Regions from separate parts of the Sus scrofa genome. Here all the other regions are linked to region 1. A link is a contact called in public Hi-C and HiChIP or PLAC-seq data. All regions are on one chromosome and are shown on one strand. Each heading gives the region's core, a stretch centred on a gene start, on an enhancer-like site or on the middle of the called end of the contact. The rest is flanking DNA. Distances are from core to core; before and after follow the strand shown. Region 1 holds the start of TRMU (mitochondrial tRNA-specific 2-thiouridylase 1). Region 2 has its middle 71 kb from the start of PPARA. Region 3 has its middle 53 kb from the start of PPARA.

Region 1 (4,381 bases), core at 1,165-3,664:
CCCGCGGTACCAGGGGCAGACAGGTGAGCACCAGGGACCGCACCGCTGCGCCTGGAGCCAGAGCTTCACCTGTGAAGGCGGCGGTGCTCGGACATGAGTCCCCAAGGAGGCGTCCCAGGAAACCAGAGGTTCGATGCCAGCAGGGCCGCCTCCCCCAAAACCTGGAACTGCATTCACTCATTCAACCAGCATATGTGGAGACAAGCACGAGGCAGGCTGCATTTCAGCGGGGGTCGCCGCTAGGGGGCGCAAAGCTCACGCATCGTCCAGCGTTTGCTGGGAGGGAGGGAGCAAGCGGGCTGGGGCGGGCAGTCCACGCGGGGGCTGAGCTGGGCCCCTCCTCCTCCCCGGCTCCTCTCATTGGGGCCCTCCCCTCCCGCAGACTCCTCGGGAGCAGCCAAGCTCTCCTGGGGGCCACGGTGCGCTGTCCCATCTACAAGGGTCCCCGGGCAGGACGGCAGGAACCCTGTCTCTTCAAACAGATAGGAGGAGGTCCCCAGAGCGCGTTGGGTAACCAGGGCCTGCTGCGCCCTCATCCTTACTCTTCTGGAAAAAGAGCCCTTGCTCTGCTTCCTACAGGGGCCGTGTCCATCGCCGACCACGGAACTCACTGCTCTCCGCACCGGTGGCCCTGATGTACCACCAGTTGGCAGTTCCTGCTTCTTGTGTCAGAACTGGGGACTTGGGGCTTTCCTCATTTCACTCCAGGCTCTTGAAATTATTCATATTCTCAAAAAAATGACTTGCCTTAATAATTATCCACATTTAGACAAGTACGGCCGCTGTGAAGCTTTTAAGAAACTGTTAAGAAATCAATGGGTTTTTTTTTAGAGCCGCACCCATGGCATATGGAAGTTCCCAGGGTAGGGGTCAAATCTGAACTGCAGCTGCCTGCATACCCCACAGCTAGAGCAACGCAGGATCCGAGCTGTGTCTGTGACCTACACCACAGCTCGTGGCAACACCGGATGCTTAACACTGAACGAGGCCAGAGATCGAATCCACATCCTCGTGGATTCTAGTCGGGTTCATTACTGCTGAGCCATGAAAGAAACTCCAAAACCAATGTGATTTTAATGCTAAGCTTTGGGGTGTGTGTGTGATCAAAAACCATCTGCATTTGGAGTGCATTTCCTCCCCTGCTGTTCTCAAACGATGGTTCAAATCCTACCTGAAATCAACACGGTGACGTGCACCAAGTTTTTAAACGTGAAAAAGAATGAAATGAGAAATAACAGGTACACAGCCCACTGCGAGGGTAAGAAATGTTCCCAGATGTTTTTTTCTGTACATATGTTACAGGGTGGCGCGTCCTCTGGGCTGCCCTGTAAATTGTGACTGTGAGTTGAAGTCGAAAAAGTTGAGCCACTGGTTTAACAAATGCCTGTATCTTGCACACGTGGACCGGAGCCTCTGGGGTCAAACCAAATCCCAAAGTCCTCGGAGGCCTGTGGCACTCTTGGTTTGAGCTGTGTCATCCTGACCACACTGACGGCCCCCTCCTCGCTGTCCCAGCCTCTCGCCCAGTCACTGGACCTCCAGCCAGCTCGGCTTCATCAAGGTCTCCTAGCTGGGCCTCTTTGCTTTCCTCTACACCCGATTCCCTTCCCACACCCTTCTATTAGGCTCAGCGAATGTTCCTAGGTGCAGGCTCCCCTTGACTCCCAGCCTCGCTTATTCCTGCAGGAACAGACGCATCTCCGGAGGCGCATCCCCAGTGCAGCTCACACGGTGAAGCTGATCTCGCCGGCCCCTTTGGTCCTCAGAGAACACCCCTCAAGACAATATCATCAACTCCTCCATCCTCTTTCTCATCCCCCATGTCCATCCCACCAGCAAGGGCTATAGATTTTACGTCCGAACACGCATCTTTCTGTCTCCACCACCTCCTTCCCAGACGGCTGGGGTCGTGACCTCCTAGCCAGGCCTCAGCCCCTGTCCACAGCGCAGCCGCGAACATCTTCTAGGAACTTCACGAGGATGGCCTCGCGGCCTGGCCCTACACCGTCCCCGAGGCCCAGGGCCTTTGGGCGAGGCCCTCCGCTTGCTATTCTTTTTTTCCTCATTAGCTAAACCCTGACCCCCCTTCCAGCAGAACCTCGCTCAACCTCAGGGCCTTTCGTTTACCAGCCTGTCTACAGGGCGCCCGCCTAAGCCGCACACGCCTGTGGGTGCTGGGAGCACAGCCGCGAACCACGCACGCAGACGCACAGACACACACGCCTGCGCCTCACGGTTCGGGCGCGCTAGACACCAGCTCACCAAGGAGGCGGGAACGGAGCGGGGAGGGCGTTGGGCGTGGGCAGAGACCCCGCCTCCGAGGGGACCCCGGGGACTGGCCCGCCGAGCGGAACGCCGGACGACGAGCACGCGTTTCCGGCCGGGCCTCATCTGCGCGCGCCGCCGGGGGCGGGCCTTCCGGCGCGGCGCGGAAGCGGCGGCGGCGACAGCGGCGGCAGTGGAGCAGGTTGGCAGCACTCAGATGCAGGCGGCGCGGCACGTCGTGTGCGCCCTGTCCGGCGGGGTGGACAGCGCGGTGGCCGCGCTGCTGTTGAGGCGGAGAGGTGAGGTGGCCCCTTCTCGGGAGTCCTGCCCCGTCCCGCGGGCCTTGGGTGGCGCCCCGTCTCAGCTGTGCGTGGGGCGCTGTGGGACCCGGGTCCTCGCTGTGGCGCCCCGGCCCCTCTTCCTCTGCCTGGGCGTCGGGAGAGCGCGCGACGGCAGCCGGGGCAGTCGGGCCCCGTAACCGACGCCGTGGAGGGTGGATCTCCGACCTGAGGGCACCGCGTTTTTCCCTGACCCAGCGCGCGGGGTCATGGCGGCGGCGGCGGCGTCCGCACTTAGCCAGGGGCGGGCGCAGACGTGAGCGGCGCTGACCTCTGCGGACACAGCAGCCTCCGTCGAGGGCCTTGTCCTTACGATAGACGAAGGGACCGTCAGCAGCGTGTGCGACAATACCGACGGGCAGTCTGCTTATTTATTTATTTTGCTTTTTAGAGCAGCACCGGCGGCATGTGGAGGTTCCCAGGCTGGGGGTCCAATCGGACCTGCAGCCCCCGGCCTACACCGCAGCCACAACAACACCGGATCCGAGCCTCATCTGTGACCTACACCGCAGCTCACGGTAACACCGGATCCTTAACCCACTGAGCGAGGCCAAGGATGGGACCTTCAACCTCATGGTTCCTAATGGGCTTCGTTGCCGCTGCTGCACAAGGGGAACTCCCAGTCTACTTGTTAAACCATGTCCATGTTCTCCATTGAATGGATGGCAGATTTCTGTGCAAAAGCGCTTGTATTTCTCAGGCGTCCAAAGGGTGCCTCCAGCCGAGATTAACTGCCTGGGGATATTCTCCATGTGTGTGGCCCTCCCTCACTGTGAGGCCTCGCACACACCTAGTGACGCTTGTGGACCCTCTGCTGTGAGCCGTGCTGGAGACTCCGAATGCAGCGTGGATGGGAGGTGCCCGACCTGGGACACGTGGCTTAAGCTCTCCCTGTCAAATGCCTACCTCCCAGAGTCACTGAAGTATTAAGTAACAGCACATATAGCAAGTTTGCACAGTGCATATTAGGCACTCGGAAAAACAGCAGAAACAAACCTGACTAGTATCCATGAGGATGCAGGTTTGATCCCTGGCCTTGATCAGTGGGTTAAGGATCCAGCGTTGCCATGAGATGTGGTGTGAGTCGCAGATGCAGCTTAGACCCCGAGTTGCTGTGGCTCTGGCATAGGCGGACAGCTGTATCTCCGATTGGACCCCTAGTCTGGGAATTTCCATATGCCGCAGGTGCAGTCCTAAAAAGTGGGAAAAAACAAAACAAAACCAAAACTAGTCGTGGCTATTCGTTCATATTATTAACAACCATATCTGTTACAAAAGGTTTAATAAGTGTTAATCAGAAGTGCAGGAGTTCCCATCGTGATGCAGTGGTTAACAAATCCGACTAGGAACCATGAGGTTGCAGGTTCGATCCCTGGCCTTGCTCAGTGGGTTAAGGATCCGGCGTTGCTGTGAGCTGTGGTGTAGGCCGGTGGCTACAGCTCCAATTAGACCCCTAGCCTGGGAACCTCCATATGCCGCGGAAGCGGCCCAAGAAACGGCAAAAAGCCAAAAAAAAAAAAAAAAGAAAAAAAAAAAAGAAGTACAGGCAGGAGTTCTTGTTGTGGCGCAGAGGAAATGAATCTGACTAGGAACCATGAGGTTGCACGTTCAATCCCTGGCCTTGCTCAGTGGGTTAAGGATCCGGCATTGCTGTGGCTGTGGTGTCGGCCGGCAGCTACAGGTCCGATTGGACCCCCAGCCTGGGAACCTCCACATGCCGCAGGTGTGGCCCTAAAAAGACAAAAAAAGCCAAAAAAAGCCAAAAAAAAAAAAAAAGA
Region 2 (4,381 bases), core at 1,147-3,646, 170 kb before region 1:
CTCCTGCGTCGCCAACCGGTGGTCTTTAGGAATGGGGACGTCAGACCTGCCCCCCACAAATGTGGGTCTGAGGAGTGTGGGGGCAGCGTGCTCCCTGTCGCCCGTGATGCACAGAAGCAGCTTCATCCCAGGCTGAGCTGGATGAAGGCATCCGTGTGGTCAAAGCCATGAGTTTGGGCGGCCCTGCAAGGCGGCAGAGGGGCCCCAGCTGCAGGGGCAGAGGCCAGGCAGTTGCTCTGCTCTGCAAGCCCCAGTCTTCCCACCGCGCTTTGTAGGGGGGCAGTTCAGAGAGGTCAGCTGGGGGTGGAAGCGGGTGGGGAGCCCCAGGGGAGCAGGTGGGCTGGACCTGAGCCCTGGACCCAAGCTGGGTGCCTGGTGTCACCTGCTGCCTATCCAGGGATTGGCTCCTGGGGCTGGTCAGCAGGGGAGCAGGCTGGGGGCTCCCAGGGCTGCCTCCCCCAGACTGTGAGCTTCCCAGGCAGGCCAGGTCTATGTCAGAGCTGTGGATGAGTCCACTCGAGAGTGGCTCAGCTTGAGTCCAGGAGCAGGCCACCAAGGCAGCTGCAGGCCACCAAGGCAGCTGCATTCTACAGGAGAAAGGCCTGCGTGTCCCTGCTCCTCCTAGGAGGTGACCCATCTGAGAGACTCGAGGGACTTCTGGGTGTCCAGGGTGGCCCTTTGAGACACGGTGGGCCTTAAGGTCCTCCAGGGCTACCTCTGACCTTGGACCCCAGGAGGGGTGGCAGAGCCAGTCCAGCATTTAGACACTACAGCCTGGAGCCAAGCCAGGGCCCAACTGGCCACATGAGCGCGAGTGATGGAACCGTCACCCAGGTCTAGGACTCAGGTTGAGGTGGCAAAGGCCCAGCATCTCTGGGGGCCCTCACAGGGCACTGCCAGCCTGTCTATCAGCACGGTGGGCACAGAGCCAGGGCCCACATACCATTAGGGGCCCACAAAACACTTTAAAGTCCTTTCAAACTCTGAAGGAAAAAAGAATACAATATTAAATATATGTGACACACAATATACAATATGTATAGCAATGTATATAATAACACACACAACAGAACATATGGTACCTATAACAATGAACCCGGCTTGCATTATATTCACCTTTACACCACCCAGTCATAAAGCACGTTCTGTAAGGTGTTTTATGGAGGAAGCACCGGGAAGGCAGAGTGCCCCACCCCACCCTGTTGGCCCTGGCCCCACCTGTCAGAGTGACGGCTGCCCTGTTGCCCTGAGAGGGTGAGCGCCTCCTTCAGTTCCGTGTCCTGGGCGCCTCACTGGCGCTGGGCCCAGCCCTGCTGTCATCCCTCTAGTTCCCCCTCTTCCTGGCCAGCCAGAAGGGGGCCTGGACCACCGCCAGCTGGGCGGCCCCTGCCATCAGGCTGTGCCTTTCCCAACAGCGACACCGTGTGGCAGCAGGAGGCAGTGGCAGCCGGGAGCGGTGGGCCGCCAAGCCCTGCCTAGAGCGGTCCGCTGGCCTGGACCCAAGGCCTTGGAAAGGGATGACTCTTCCTGGACCAGAAGCCTTGGGTTCAGCAGGTGGGACCGGGCAGGAGCGAGTGGAACCCCTTCTCAGCGGCTGGGGATGTGCCCAGAGTGGGGGGGCAGGTGGGGGGTGGCAGGGCCAGGAGCAAGGAAGGCCCTGTCTGCAGGGGTCACCGGAGGGAGGCCCAGGACCCCCAATGCCCGGGGGCCAGCCAGAGGGCCCACCACCAGGGGGGTCTGAGGCTCCCGGCCGGGCTCAGCAGGGGCCCTTGTGGGAGCTGGGGACTGGGGGAGCTGCCCAGCAGGTGGTCTGTGGTCACCCCCAGAGGGAGGCATCCTCCAGGAGCCCATGTGCCCCAGCCCGGGGGAGGCTGAGGGTAGGGAGGCCAGCATCCAGTAGGTCCCCTGACCCACAGATATTCGCCCCAGCAGCCGTGAGACGCTGGGGAGGGGTCAGGGTGCCCCAGAAGGAACCCAGGAACAGGAGACCACCGGGCGGAAGGCCCCGGCTCAGCCACACACCAGCAGTGTGACCTCAGGGAAACCCCTGGCCCTTTCTGAGCCCAACTCCTTGCCCAGGCCGAGGACAAGAAGACTGGCCCTTGCAGGGAATGTCGGGTCCGAGGCCCACAAACACGGGCCAGGCGGGCCGCGCAGGCAGACTCGGCGAGATGAGGAGCCAGCGCGGCTCCAAGGCGCCGCGTTCATGACCTTGCCTGGGGCCTCGGTTGAGCTGTCCTAACCCTCCAGCCAAAGGAAACTGCGACGCCCCCGCGGCGGAACGAGGGCTTCTTTGGTCCTTGTAACCAGAGCGAGCGCCGGCGCGTCGGGCAGTAGGTGCGCCGGGGCTGGGCGGGTCTCAGGAGGCCGCGTGCTCCGATTGGATGCTCTCGGGGAGGGGCGTGGCCTACGACGGGCGACTTAATAAACTCCGAGCGCAGCGGGGGAGCCTGGAGCCCGCGTGGGCCGTGACTCACGGGGGAATTGGCGGTCGGTCCCTCCTGTGGCCGGGAAGGCGGAGGGAGGTTTGAACATTTTTGCGGCCGGGGCGATATCCATGCTGTCATCTGGGTGCCGCGGTTGCTGAGGGGTGCTGGTGCTGTGAAACCTTTCGCGTCCAGGGAGGACGCTCAGGCCCGGCTGATGCTCCAGGCCGCTGGGGCTGCCAGGGCTGCTTGGTCTTTCGGCCCCGCGCCCCCCGCCCCACCAACTCCCGTGTTCCTTATCTGCCCTGGCGTGGTCCATTACCCCCCGCAGGCTCTGAGCTCCAGGGACGTGTACTCTTTCCTCAGTGTCCCCAGCACCTAGCCCGATGCCTCGTGCCCACTGGGAGTTCCCCTTGTGGCTCAGGGGTAAGGAACCCGACTAGGATCTGTGAAGATGTGGATTCAATCCCTGACCTTGCTCAGTGGGTCTGGGATCCGGCATTGTGGCAACCTGCAGTGTGGGTCACAGAGGCAGCTGGGATCCAGCATTGCTGTGGCTGCAGTATAGGCCAGCAGCTGCGGTGTAGGCCTGCAGCTGCGCCTCCGATTTGACCCCTAGCCTGGGAATTTCATATGCTGTGGGTGCAGCCCTAAAAATGCAAATAATAAAAAAAATAATAAATGCCCACTAAATGTGCAATTAGAGGGAGCACAGACTCTGGTGTGGTGGCCCAGAGCCATGCGGAAACTGGCAGGTGAGGCCCTGTGAGGCTGGCGGCCGGTACCTGGGAACCCTAAGGACCCAGGCTGAGGAGGGGGTGACTGTTCCCTGAAAAGGCCATGAGATGCACGTGGACTCAGAGGTCCCCCTGGATGAATTTGACCAGAGCTGCTGCCCACAGTGTCCTCTTTGGAGTCATGCTGTGGTGAGCCCATTAAAGGCTCTGACAAGCCTTTAATGTTCAAACCTAAGGAGACTTCTTTGACTTAATTTAACTCAGTTTCCCAGATAGGCCTGGGCAAGTCACACCAGTGGCTTTCCCACAGGACTGGAGCATGGCCCAGCCACTCTGCGTTTGCCCAAGGTCCCTCTGGCTGCCATGAGAGGAGAGGGCCTTGTGTAAGTGGAGGGACCTGAGAGGTGGTGGCCACTGGGCTCGGGCCAAAGCAGATGTGCCTGGACCACGGTAGTGGGTAACTCAGGAGGGCCCTGAAGTGTGCAGGTTCGAGAAACACTGGGAAGTGACACCAAAGGCATCTGGGCATTGACTCAGGCAGAGATGGGGGGTGGAAGAGGAGGCCCAGCTGCCCGGGCTGATGAGTGGACAGCTACTGAAACAGGGGTCAGGCCTAACCCTAAGAGCCCCGAGCAGGTGAGGTCTGGGCCATGCCTCTAGGAGCTGACCTTAGGGCCTCTTAGGGGTGGGAGGCCCACCTGCAGGAAGCCAGGCCTGTGTCCCCACCCTTCCTACACCCCCTTGCCCAGGGGCACTCAAGAGAGACCCTGGGCATCCCTGGACCTCAGGGTCAGGCACTCCTCACACCCTGCCCCATGGGAATCAGGCCTGGCTGGGTAGCAGTTGAGGGAACCATGGGGCGCCCAGGTCCCTAGGCCCAGCTGGGTCCCAGGAGAGGGTCTGGAGCTGGGCATGGAGCCGTGGTGCTCTAAGAAGTCCCCAGGCGGGACAGGAAGCGATAAGCAGCTTCTGGTGCTTCTGTTCTGGGGGGGAGGGGGGTGCTGGTCCTGATGGGAGGGCAGCAGCCGCTTTCCTCTTGTAAGGTGGGCACCCAGGCACCAGGCAGGCTGGGGGCCCAGCCAGCGGGCCTCCCGTTCACCAGCACTCACCAGCCAGGAGCTGTTTCCCAGCAGGATCTCAGCCAAGAGTGGGCTCTGAGAGGGGCACTGGGACCAGCAGGGGTGTCTTGGCTTGGCCAAAGTAGAGAGACCAGACCCA
Region 3 (4,381 bases), core at 494-2,993, 150 kb before region 1:
GAATTAGGCAGCATGGAAGCTGTTAGAGCAAAAAAAGAAAAGAAATATCTGCTTGTTGAAGTTGGGGGCAGCGTCAAAGAACACCCACAATTGGAGTTCCTGTCTTGGCTCAGCAGTAACAACCCTGACCAGTATCCATGAGGACCCAGGTTCAATCCCTAGCCTTGTTCAGTGGGTTAAGATCCAGTATTGGGAGTTCCTCTCGTGGCACAGGGGAAACAAACCCGACTAGGAACCTTGAGGTTGTGGCTTCGATCCCTAGCCTCACTCAGTGGGTTAAGGATCTAGCGTCGCCGTGAGCTGTGGTGTAGGTCACAGACACGACTTGGATCCTGCAGCTGTAGTTTTTTTTTTTTTTTTTTTTTTTTTTTTGCTATTTCTTTGGGCTGCTCCCACGGCATATGGAGGTTCCCAGGCTAGGGTTCTAATCGGAGCCATAGCCGCCAGCCTACGCTAGAGCCACAGCAACGCCGGATCCTTAACCCACTGAGCAAGGGCAGGGACCGAACCCGCAACCTCATGGTTCCTAGTCGGATTCATTAACCGCTGCGCCACGACGGGAACTCCAGCAGCTGCAGTTCTGATTCCACCCATAGCCTGGGAACCTCCATATGCCGCAGGTGCAGCCCTAAAAGGATAAAAAAAAAAAAAAAAAAAAAAAAGGATCCAGTGTTGGCATGAGCTCCAGTGTAGGTAGCAGACTCCTCGGCTTTGATCCCAAGTTTCTGTGGCTGTGGTGTAGACCAGCAGCTGCAGCTCCGATTTGACCCCTAGCCTGGGAACCTCCATAGACCGTGGGTGCAGCCCTAAAAAGCAAAAAAAAAAAAAGAAAAAAAGAAAAAAAGAAAAAAAAAATACCCTCAATTACCTGAAACTGCTATTAAATCTGCCCCCTCCCACCTGCTGTTGTGTGAAGCTAGATTGTCTGGCCAGAGGTCAGAGGTCAACAAATATGATGGATGGCAGCAGGTTGATTGCAGAAGTGACGTGAGCATCAAGCGAGCGTCTGTTAAACCAGATGTTAAAGAGATTGAAAAAAATGTTTTTTCTTAATTTGGGGGGACTTTGGAAATGATAATCATTTTCATAAAAGTGTTGTATGTGTTAACCTAGGAAGGACTTAGTGTTATTTTTATAGGAATTAATTTAAATACTTAAAGTTCTATTTTCTAATCCTGGAAATATGGACACTGGAATATGTTCCACAGACACACAGCGTCTTGGGGTTCTCAGTAGGCTTTTAAGAGGATAAAGGCGGAGTCTCTTGGTGGCGAAGTGGGTTAAGGATCTGGTGTTGTCACTGCAGCGGGAGCTAAGGCCACAGCTGTGGCACAGTTTCAGTCCCTGGCCTGGAAATTTCCATGCACCACGAAGACAGCCAAAAAAAAAAAAAAAAAAAAAAAAAAAAAAAAAAAAAAGATTGCTCCTACTGTTGTTGTTGTTATTAATAATCTCAGACAAAATCCTAATCCCCAAGAAACTTCCAACCTGGTGAAGGAGATGGACGAGTAAATAGGCCAGTATAACACAGAGACCAGCAGAGGCACTGGGGAGCGCAGAAAAGGAACACAGCCCAGAGAGGGGAGATCTGGGAGGCCTTCCTGGAGGAGGCAGGGCATTGAAAGAAAATCAGAAGTGGGAGGAGGAGAGGCCCTGCAGAAGTCAAATAAGTGGGGCGTGGTGGCTTGCAAGCAGAGAGGCTGGGCGGAGGGGTGGGGGATGTGACCCTGGCTGACCCCACGTGTCAGGCCCAGGGGCTCTGCCAGGCCTATCAGGCTGCCAGTAGTGCAGGGATGTGGCAAGAGGAGGGGCTGTGCAGGCAGGACCGAGCCCGGTGGCTGGTGGATGAGGGTCGTGGGAAATGCTTGCCCAGCTAAAAGGGCAGAACGAGCACGTGGGGGAGGAGTCGGGGCCCGGGGCTTGCTGGCTGGGGCCAAGATTGACCTTCAGAACCTCCGACCCTGACAGCGACCCTCCCAGGGCAGCCTTAACTCTCTCCACAAAGCAGCTGAGGAGCTGCGAGGAAGGCAATGGGCCAAGTGCGCCAGCAGAGCCGGAATCAGCGCTCTGACTCGCAGTCTGGCTTTGCTTCCTGAACAGAATGGGTGATGGGGACAGGGAGCCCCTCTCAGTGATGAGCCCATGTCACCCCAAGGCTGCCCGAGCCTTCCTTTCAGGGCCTGTGCCTGGCCCAAGGGGCACAGCAAGGATACCACGGGGTCTTGCCCTTAAGGAAACCCAGTCAGTCCAGAAAGTTCCAGTTGGGCCTCAGGTCCTGCCAAGAGGCCCTTCCCCAGTCGACTTCTCGGGCTCCCTTCCAAAAGGGCAGGAGTAACTGGGTGAGGAGGCCCCAGGGCCGGCTGGGAACCGGCTTTCTGTTCCCCGACGTGCTAGTGTGTGAATGGGGGCTGCCTGGGACTGGATTCTGCTGTTTTGTTAATTTGCCGAGTCCCGTCCCGTCCAGCAATTTCTTCCTCTTATCAGCGGGATCTGCCACCTCTACTGGTTTCCAACAAGAAGCCGGAGCAAAGTTTTAGACCCCAGCGGTGGGTGGGACTGGCGGGGGTGGGGGTGGGGGTCCCTGACAGAGCAAGCGAAGGGTAGGAAGGCGAAGGGGTGTCCCCTCCCTGGTACGGGGTTGGAAAGGGACACGGGACAGCCTGTCTGCTGTGTGTTTGCAGAAGCAGAGGTGCGTGACTTTCAGCTGACCCGCCTCGGCCTGGGAGGTTCCAGCCTAAAAAAGGAGCTGATTTCCTGCGGGCCACAGTGTCGGAGGCAGATCCCAAGCCCAGAGTCTGGTCCTGGAAGCGGTTCCAAAGCCCGAAGCACGAGATGCCGATCGTAATTCACACAAGTGCTCAGCCCCAAGTCATGTGTCTGCTCTCCCCTGGCGAGGCAGGAAAAAGTGCCTCCCTCGTGGACACTGGCAGCTGGCTTCTGGGGCACGTCACTGTCACACCCCGAGCCCCGCTCAGAATCCCGAGCTGGCAGGGGACGTCTCAGACCAGCCAGCTCTGCCTCTCAGTTTGTGACTGGGAACAGACACGGGGCAGTCATGGCTGTCCAAGGTCACAAAGCCCAGGAGGGGGGTGGGGGGGGGCACAGTGGAAAAACTGAGCACACTTGAGCCAGGCAGACACACCGGGCAGACACAGCTCTCAGGCAGCAGAGTCAGGGGAATGGGCCAGCCTCACAGCCTCAGTTTCCACCCCTGGGGGCAGAGGCCGAAGGGCAGCTCCTGCGGGCCTGCTTGGGGCTCAGCAGCGCTGAGCACAAGTGCCGCACGTCCAGCGGTTACATCATCAACTGTCTATAGGCAACCGAGCCAGAGGGTGCCCTCTGCCCGAGGAAGAGGGGCAGTCACCCTCCTCCCTCTGGATCCCCAACGCCCTTAAGGCGAAAGTGCCTCGAAAGTGCCTGATTAGCCGCCCCCTCCCCCGTGACAGGCAAGCCAGGCAACTCACAGAGTGGGAGGGACAGGCCCAGGGTTCGAGCTGTTTAACATCTGAATCACAACATAAATAAGCATCCTCTCCGGCTGAAAGTGGCTAATTGGACCGACTCTCTGGAAACAAGTCAAACTTTTGGGTAAAAAAGTCATTTAGGAGTTCCCGTGGTGGTGCAGTGGAAACAAATCGACTAGGAAACATGAGGTTGCGGGTTTGATCCCTGGCCTCGTCCGGTGGGTTAAGGATCCGGCACTGCATTGGTGTCGGTCACAGAAGAAGCAGCTTGGATCCTGTGTTGCTGTGGCTCTGGTGTAGGCTGGCAGCTATAGCTCCGGTTCGACCCCTAGCCTGGGAACCTCCATATGCCGTGGGAGCGGCCCAAGAAATGGCAAAAAGACAAACAAACAAACAAAAAGAAGTCCAAACATCAGGCACCTAACTGGGTGTGGGGGAGCTGTCCCTCACACTGAGCTGGAGGCCAGGGTGGCGGGAACCAGGGGGACAGCCCACCTTGCTGTCCTGGAGGAGGTCAGGGCTGGAGTCACTGGGTGGTGAACCGGGTTCAGGCTTGGAAAGTGCCAGCTCAGGCCTTGGCATCCCTAGGTCCTTTTGCAGGGTGGGGTTGGTTTCAAATTAAATGCAGCACCAATACTTGCCCAGGCGGTTAACCTAATCTAATGTTTCAACGGAGAGAAGTGACGGGTCTGCAGCCCCAGTCTTTCTGTCCCACCCGCCGTCTAAGGACCATTGCTGACCCCATGTCCTCCCGTCATGCCAATGGAGCTTTCTAGAAAGAGCATGCCATGTAGATTTCAGCTTCCCTCCTGCCTCCAGCCGAGTCCCTCCCCTGCACAGCTCAGGCTCTGAGGCCGAGGGAAGGCTTGTTCCCCCATGGGGCCCCCACCCCGAGGGTGCCCAATGGCTGAGCTGGG

Evidence for each region. A called contact is a pair of places that touch in the nucleus more often than the background predicts. HiChIP or PLAC-seq counts read pairs in DNA pulled down with a chosen protein or histone mark.
Region 2: a contact with region 1 is called in an H3K27ac HiChIP or PLAC-seq map of alveolar macrophages. The contact joins the enhancer-like site here to the promoter of TRMU in region 1. A contact is called at or near these places in 16 of 47 Hi-C or Micro-C datasets (blood, brain, embryonic fibroblasts and 9 more) and 2 of 2 datasets of contacts at active chromatin or transcription factors (alveolar macrophages and skeletal muscle).
Region 3: a Hi-C map of retroperitoneal adipose tissue shows a contact between it and region 1, with 2.1 times the contacts expected there. The contact joins the enhancer-like site here to the promoter of TRMU in region 1. A contact is called at or near these places in 14 of 47 Hi-C or Micro-C datasets (blood, brain, embryonic fibroblasts and 8 more) and 2 of 2 datasets of contacts at active chromatin or transcription factors (alveolar macrophages and skeletal muscle).

The regions. Positions count from the first base shown.
Region 1 is chr5:3,222,415-3,226,795 of Sscrofa11.1, reverse strand. It overlaps TRMU (mitochondrial tRNA-specific 2-thiouridylase 1), which reads left to right and starts at 2,414. Exons shown (of 10, transcript XM_021091375.1): 1 at 2,414-2,564. The coding sequence starts at 2,483.
Region 2 is chr5:3,390,061-3,394,441 of Sscrofa11.1, reverse strand. No RefSeq gene overlaps it. Among named protein-coding and RNA genes, the nearest start is that of PPARA, 71 kb to the right of the region's middle. Within about 2 kb of position 2,396, at least 49 of the 83 cell types and tissues checked have an H3K27ac peak or open chromatin away from gene starts, as enhancers often do. A contact at or near this core is called in alveolar macrophages, embryonic fibroblasts, fetal liver and 2 more, where this site is marked.
Region 3 is chr5:3,372,248-3,376,628 of Sscrofa11.1, reverse strand. No RefSeq gene overlaps it. Among named protein-coding and RNA genes, the nearest start is that of PPARA, 53 kb to the right of the region's middle. Within about 2 kb of position 1,743, at least 23 of the 83 cell types and tissues checked have an H3K27ac peak or open chromatin away from gene starts, as enhancers often do. A contact at or near this core is called in fetal liver, fetal skeletal muscle, liver and 3 more, where this site is marked.